Linked DNA regions of Triticum aestivum: region 2 is linked to region 1. Evidence: chromatin contacts called from public Hi-C data. All regions are on one chromosome and are shown on one strand. Each heading gives the region's core, a stretch centred on a gene start, on an enhancer-like site or on the middle of the called end of the contact. The rest is flanking DNA. Distances are from core to core; before and after follow the strand shown. Region 1 has its middle 120 kb from the start of LOC123070775. Region 2 holds the start of LOC123070777 (FCS-Like Zinc finger 8).

What was found. A called contact is a pair of places that touch in the nucleus more often than the background predicts.
Region 2: a Hi-C map of leaf shows a contact between it and region 1, with 4 times the contacts expected there. The contact joins the promoter of LOC123070777 here to the enhancer-like site in region 1. A contact is called at or near these places in 2 of 5 Hi-C or Micro-C datasets (both in leaf).

The regions. Positions count from the first base shown.
Region 1 is chr3B:538,499,294-538,502,749 of IWGSC CS RefSeq v2.1, reverse strand. No RefSeq gene overlaps it. Among protein-coding and RNA genes, the nearest start is that of LOC123070775, 120 kb to the right of the region's middle. Within about 2 kb of position 2,134, at least 1 of the 8 cell types and tissues checked has an H3K27ac peak or open chromatin away from gene starts, as enhancers often do. A contact at or near this core is called in leaf, where this site is marked.
Region 2 is chr3B:538,794,907-538,798,486 of IWGSC CS RefSeq v2.1, reverse strand. It overlaps LOC123070777 (FCS-Like Zinc finger 8), which reads left to right and starts at 2,195. Exons shown (of 3, transcript XM_044494116.1): 1 at 2,195-2,425; 2 at 3,077-3,580. The coding sequence starts at 3,116.

The DNA.
Region 1 (3,456 bases), core at 885-3,384:
ATATAAAACATTTTCTTTAGATCAGTTTAGCCTATAAAAAGGATTTATATTTTGAGACGAAGGTAATATTTTGACAGTTCCGACTTTTTTTTTTGCGGGGTTTGACAGTTCCGACTTCTGACGTACTACATAATATTCCCAGCGTCTAAGGTGCAGAATATATAGAAGAACTTGTAGAAATCGGCCAGCTAAATTCACGTGCGTCCATATAATCTGGACCAAATTTTGTGGAGAACCTTTTCCAGGATCCCACGGCGCACTATATTAATCTATGCATTTTCTGGCTGGACAAATTGCCAAAAATAGACCAGGGTCAGGACTCAGGAGGAACTAGATACGCAAGGACAAACTAGTTTAGTTGCAACTTGTTTCCAGCCATCAACTTGTTACTGCTACTAAAAGCAGTAAACTATCATTTAGACATGTGGGTACAAAGAACATGAAAATTCTAGCTTTACTCCTGCCGAGTTTTAGATCACTTTGACGGCATGGCCTTTTACACTTCCACATTTGGTCTCCACGGGCTTCAGTTCATCATCCAGGGGAGGCATCATTCGCCGGTGCATAATGACTACAATCCACTACTGGTAGAGATGTAACAATTTCAACTCCCTCTGCGATGGTGAGTCAGTTTCGAAGTAAATTGCAGCCTCTCTTTTGGAATGGTTTCCTCAAATCCTCTTGCTGAAGAAGACAATTCAGCCCGCGTGTTTCAGTATTCTTCTTCCCTGTTCGGCGCGGTCGTTGGAAAGCAGGAGGAGGAACCAGGAAGCCGCATATCATGAATATTCGCACCACACCTACCTAGCTTGGCATGAGCTTGACGAAATTAAAAGGAGATTCTTAACTTCATCGTCAGCATGTGCAGTTCATCTTCTCCTTGGAAACTGTAATATATCTACATAGCTTTTTTATTGATGGGGTCATGGTAGTACAGGCTCTGAAATTTGATAAGACCTTACGTGCAAAGAGAACCGTGATGAAACAAAACTCAGAACGAGGATCTAACTTACAAACACGTAATGCTTTTTTCGAAATGCCATCTTGGCTTTTGCATATGCCGAAGTGCATCTCATGAACATTTCCCTGTCAGTGAAATGTGTTGCAGTGGGCAGCGTGGCACCCATGCTCGATGCGCACACCTTCTTTTGTTGGTGTAGTGTTGCGTGACGAGCGTAATCCTAACTGGCTCTACTTTGTACGAGAGGACACGAGAGAAGAAATGGGCGTCCTTTTCTTTGGGATCGCCAGCTCCTCTTCTCCCGCCAAGTCCGAAGAAGCTGCTCTCCCATGGTAAACAACGACTTTACGTCGCACGAGAGGCCAAATATTCAGGTTTATGTGCATATGTGATGATGAAGAGGTGCAATGATTGATTCAGGACGGTGTAGCTAGCAAACGTTCCTTGTCTACCCCTGGATGGTGCGCACTAGGACGGCGACCGATGGTCGTCAAGTTGACGCCCTGTTTGTGTTTCTCCTTGGACAGCTATTCTCCGTGCCACTCACTCAACAGGACGCATTCTGACGGTGTTCCTGAAGCTAGGATAGACACTCGATCTGCGCGTCAGTGCGTCACCTATGCTATGCGTCGTACAGCGCGCATGCATGAGTCGAGCCGTGGCATCTCGACCGCGACCGGGTTCAACTGGGGGTCCGCTACAGGTACGTGCTTGGCGTCACGGGAGCACTTTTTTGTTGGAAGAACCACCGGCGGTTTCAATCCACTTCATCATGGGCTCATGGCTAGAAACACTGAAGCACATTGATGGCTGCGAACTGCACATCGTTCCTCTGATGTCTGGGCCGCATAACTCTGCAGCGTCCTCTTGCGGATACGCACGCACGCAGCGGCGCACTCTAGTTCAGTCGAATGCCGACATGACATGCGCCACGTACGCAGGCCTGCATGCACCGCACCATCGTTGTTGCTACTCAACTCGAGGTCGCATGTGTACTAAGATTGGGAACTTGGGGAAGTTCACGACGCGGTAAAAGAGAAGATCTGACGGGGCCGTATCCACCACCACCATCGACGGTGACATGTCGCCGTTCGTTCGTCAGTCGTGGCGTCGGCTGTGCGGTGCACAGTACAGGACAGGCTACGCCTGCCTCTGTAAACCACTTCCCCAGAAGGGGACGCCGCGCGCCGTGCGCGCGATACGACCTACTCCATGGCCATTTGGTGGTGGCGGTCACTGCCACCTTGACGACTCGCCACGACCACGGCCACGTACGGGTAGGTGCCCACCAGCTCAGCTCAATTGATCTGGTTTAGTCTCTTTTTTCTTTGAGTGGAAGATCTAGTTTAGTTGAACTTTGTTAGATTCTAAATATATCATCAAATTTTAATAAATATTGTTCGGTTTGCATGTCTGTTTGAATTATCCGTTTGAGCTAATGCGAACATTGGATTCACACAGTTGGATGGCCGTCTACTCCACCGCTGTCTGCGGTCACATCCAAGCGCGTCTTTGATGTGTCAATTTTGACGAACCGTGTTGGATTTGCCCACACAAGCAGGCTTTGAAAAGGTGACGGCGAGTTTTGCTCCTACTTAATCGCTACAGTAACCCGCTGGAACTTTGAAAGGCACCTTTCGTCAAAACTCAAGTGAAAGCCACCTCTGGCTGCGGACGGAGCTAAAACACTCGAGGTGAAATGCACCTTTCTTCGCAGAATCCGCATGCAAGTTCTTTTCCTGGAATCAAGAGTTAGAATTGTGCTGGGATTTGCAATAACTCTTATCATTTTCTAACGATTCTTTTTGCCAAACGTTCTCTAAAAGTTCTATCTTTTTTACTTGGTTGTCACGCTACGAGTTCCGAGTATAGTTAGGGCATTTCTAACTGATCCCCTAAAACTAAAACTTAAGGGAGTATATACCTTAGTGGAGTATCGGACCTAGCCGATCCTCTATAGTTAGCGGAGTAAAACTAAATTTGTGCAAATTCAATCAAATTTTAACCGAAAGATGATGCATTTAAACATAAAGTTCAACATAGAAAGTCCTCGTAATCGAACATTAAATATAAATTTAAACTAGAACTAACCCTAAATTAAATTCGGCCGAAGTGGAGGTCGAGCCGGTCCTTCCAGGTGAGGCTACCCTCGGCGCGAGCTGGGTTCGGGCCGGTGTCGTCGTCGTCGTCGTTGACGAAGACGCTCCGCTACTCCTCGACATCGATCTTGTCCTCGCCACCCTCGTTGCCGCCCTCGTCGTCGGAGATGACGATAACTTCGTCGTTATTGACGACGAGTTTCGTCCGATCGGCCTCCACGAGCTCCGGGTACTGTCGGTGGAGCTCATCCATGTAGGCCTCGTCGGTGGCCTCGGCCTCGAGGTGCTTCCACGTCTCTCGGTCCTCCCGCGCCATCCAAGCAGCCACCACCCCCGGCTCCGGCGGGACGAGGTGGAGCGTAGCCATCTCAAAGGGGAAGTTGATCCTCGCGTCGT
Region 2 (3,580 bases), core at 946-3,445, 300 kb before region 1:
AAGTAATTTTATTCTTGTTCTAGGTAAAGAAAGTGTTACTGTGTGTAGAGTTTTACCGGTGGTCGATATGAATTGAAGAGAATATAAATTCCACCTTTAGCTCCTCATTGGGTTTGACACTCTTACTTATCGAAAAAGGCTACAAACGGTCCCCTATACTTGTGGGTTATCAAACCCTCGACTTATATAGGCACCGGGGGTATTTAGGGTTACAAGTATGTCGGTTACAACTAGGGATAACATGCCGATCATTTGAATATGCCTTGAATTATACATCAAGTCTTTGGAGGATTCCATCCCAAGGACACCGAGGGCCACGGCCTGGGCGGCCCGTTCTTCATCTATCGGTGGGTCCTCGGGGCAACCCATGAAAGGAGGGCCGACGTGGTGTGCACCCTTAATCAAGGACACCGTCAGATAGATCATAACTAACTCGGATCATGTAATCGTAGCTTCAACTGTGCTATATAAGGCAAGGAAGGGGACCCTCGAGTGGGACTTACACAATCTCGCATCCACGCAACCTACGCGATCTCATGATTTGCAACATCTATTCGCACAAACCATAGTTCTTATACGGTATTAGAGCAATACATGCACAAAATCAGGAAGTATGGGATTACCTCATCCTTGAGAGCCTAAACCCGGATAAAACCTCTCTTCATATGCATCCCATTGGATTACCAACGACGTGTGATATCCCCATCATGATTACCCTCGGGAATTTAGCACGACATGTGGCGCCAAATGAAAATAGGTGTCGACCACCTATTCCTTGGCATGATCACTACATTGTCATTCCAGACAGATGTTGAGCCACAATATGTTTCATCGTTCATTTTTTTTCAAGATATGAAGAGAGGCACATGTATGTTGAATGTAAAAAGCTAGGTGATAGCTCTGGCGTGGATCCGCCGCCAAGAGGCTGGTGTGATTTGTATGCTTGTGTCCTTCGGTTTATTTTTCTATTTTAATTCTATTTTTTGACAATTTACTGTTAGATATAGATTCATGTGGTGATCTCACTGCCTCTGATAAATATTACATGTCGATTATGCCTTCATTGCAGCCAATTCCACAATTTGGCACGAATCGTACGTCCATACATTATAATTGATTTCCGTCCGTTTAAAAGTTGAACAAAACATGTCTACTATTTTGTACATTCCATTTTATAGTGGATGTGTGATCCTGTTACAATTATGGTTGTCTTATTCTTGAACCAAACAAATTCTTGGATGACGACGGAGTTTCTGTGTCGCTCCCCTTCTGGGAGGCCCTATCGGGGGCACATGCATGAGGATGGCACTCTTATGCGGGATTTTGTCGATCGGTGGAGTTTTCTGTTCTAGTTTGTCATCACCCCGTGGTTGATTAGTTGGGTTCTGCTCTGTGACGCTGACAATACAATATTTTGTGTCGATTTTTGTCGTGTGGCAACGTTCTTCAGCTTGTGCCTTTGTTGGTGAGATTTGTGAATGTCGACTCTTTCCTAGATCTTCACCTTCCTGATTTGCCTGTAAAGCCGTTCGGTTATAAGTTGTTACACCATCATGTATCTTTTTGGTCATTTTCTTTCTTCTTGTTGCAGGTTGTTGTCATGTGTAATCATGTCCGGTTAATGTCTTTGTTAATTCAGTCAGGCTCGCCTCAAGCCTTTTCTCTAAAAAAAATACAATGTGCATATAATTCCTTTGTGGCCCAAGATATATTCGCGGTGTTGATATCGCCTCGGGAGGTAAATACATGGTGCATCCAAATGACAGGTGCACAACTTTTCTCTAGGTATAAACAATCTGGACCCGAAAAAAAGTATAAACAATCTGGATAGCTTTAAACTGACTGATCGATGGACCCTTTCTTAAGAGCCCAGTTGTCCGGCACGTATAGCTTTAAACTGACTGATCAATGGACCCAGCACCATTACGTCGCTAAACTTAGGCGTATTCGAGTTAATGTTCTCCAAAAAGTAAAATTAGTCACATGGAGCAGCACTGGAGTGCCTTCCAAGAAACACAAAAGAAAAAAAAGGGAGAGAGCAGACGAGTAAAGAAAAAACAAAAGGAGAAGAGAAAACAAAAATAGTACTACTGCTGTACACTAAACTACACTACACTAGGAGAGAGAGAGAGAGAGAGAGAGAGAGACGAGCCCGTTGCTTTTGCATGCTGCGTGTCCGCGCCGAGGACACTTGTCTTCTCCCCATAAACACACCAGCAAGCGCACCCGAGAAACCACATGGAAAGCACGGAGGGGGAGGGGCAGCAGCGAGTCTAGAGCGAGAAGCAGAGTGCCCTGGAAGCCTCGCCCACCCCATTCCCCCCTTTCTTCTCCCCTAGGGCTCTCCGGCCCTTCTTAGTCCCGTCGCGCGAGGAGGGGCACCACCGCCTGAGCATCCCCGCCCGGCCGTCGAATCGACCGCGAGGTACGCACACCCACTGCTACTACTCTCCCTGAGTGGAAAAGATGCGGCCGCACTTTCTAGATTTGTGTATGCTTGGCCCAGAAGTTTTTGCGGTTCTTGGCTGGTTTCCCAGTCCGGGCCTCAGATTGGACGGCTTTCGTTTACTGGTTGCTTGATTCGGCCGCGATTCGTGTCGCGTGATTCCTGGTCGGTGGTAATGCCGCCTTCGACCTTCCCTTTCATGGCCGTCGCAGTGCCAGGTTATGGAGCTCGGAACTGCATCCCTGTAAATCCTTGTTGAAGCAGCTGTTGGGATTTGGGAGTAATAAGATTGGGGGGAGAAGAGCTTCTGCTGTTTATCCGTTCGGCTTGGTGTTCTTGTTTTCTTACCTTGACCATGTTCAAGTGACTGTAGTTTTCGGTCTTGCTTTTTGAATTTGCAAGGATGAGATGTTTGTGCTTGGAACCGGCAGGCAATTTGTTAGTTTTCATTAAAAAATAATGTACCCGGTTAATCAATCATCGTTCTTTTCTTTTGTTCTCTTTGATTGATTGATCCTTTGACCCATATGAGTAAAAGCAAAAGCTGAAATCTATCTGAACTTTTCTTTGCTCTCGTCACTCACTGCTGACTGATCTGATACTAAAAAACAAACCGTTTGACTGTTTCAGAGACAACTTGCTAGTGCCTGTGCTCCTCAAGAGCAAGCCATGGACAACTGCGCCGACCAGAACCTTGCGCAGAGGAGCATTGGATTCTTCAGGGTGCCTGGTCTCTTTGTGCGGCTGAGCAGCAAAGGCCTGAATGCAGTGGACCCTGATTCAGTCTGGAGCCCAACCTCTCCTCTGGATTTCAAGAACCTGCCGTCATCAAACACCGTGGGCACCAATCTCAAGCCCACTGGACTGCTAGGCATCGAGGCTGATCTTCTGAAGCTCAGAACCGGCTCCCAGAGAGTCGGTCTCGGCCTTGTCGATGCCCTCACCGCCGACGAGGGCTCGTTGCACTTTGGAGGCAAGAACTCCTTTCTTGAATCCATCAAGCCATTTCTTGAGCTTGGGCTGCCAAAGGCGGCTGCCGATGCATCATCGTGTCAGAAGACCGGTTCGGTTGGCCATGGCGACGCCATGAACGAGAACACAGGCTTTGTTCAATGTGATTGTGAGGATGAAGAG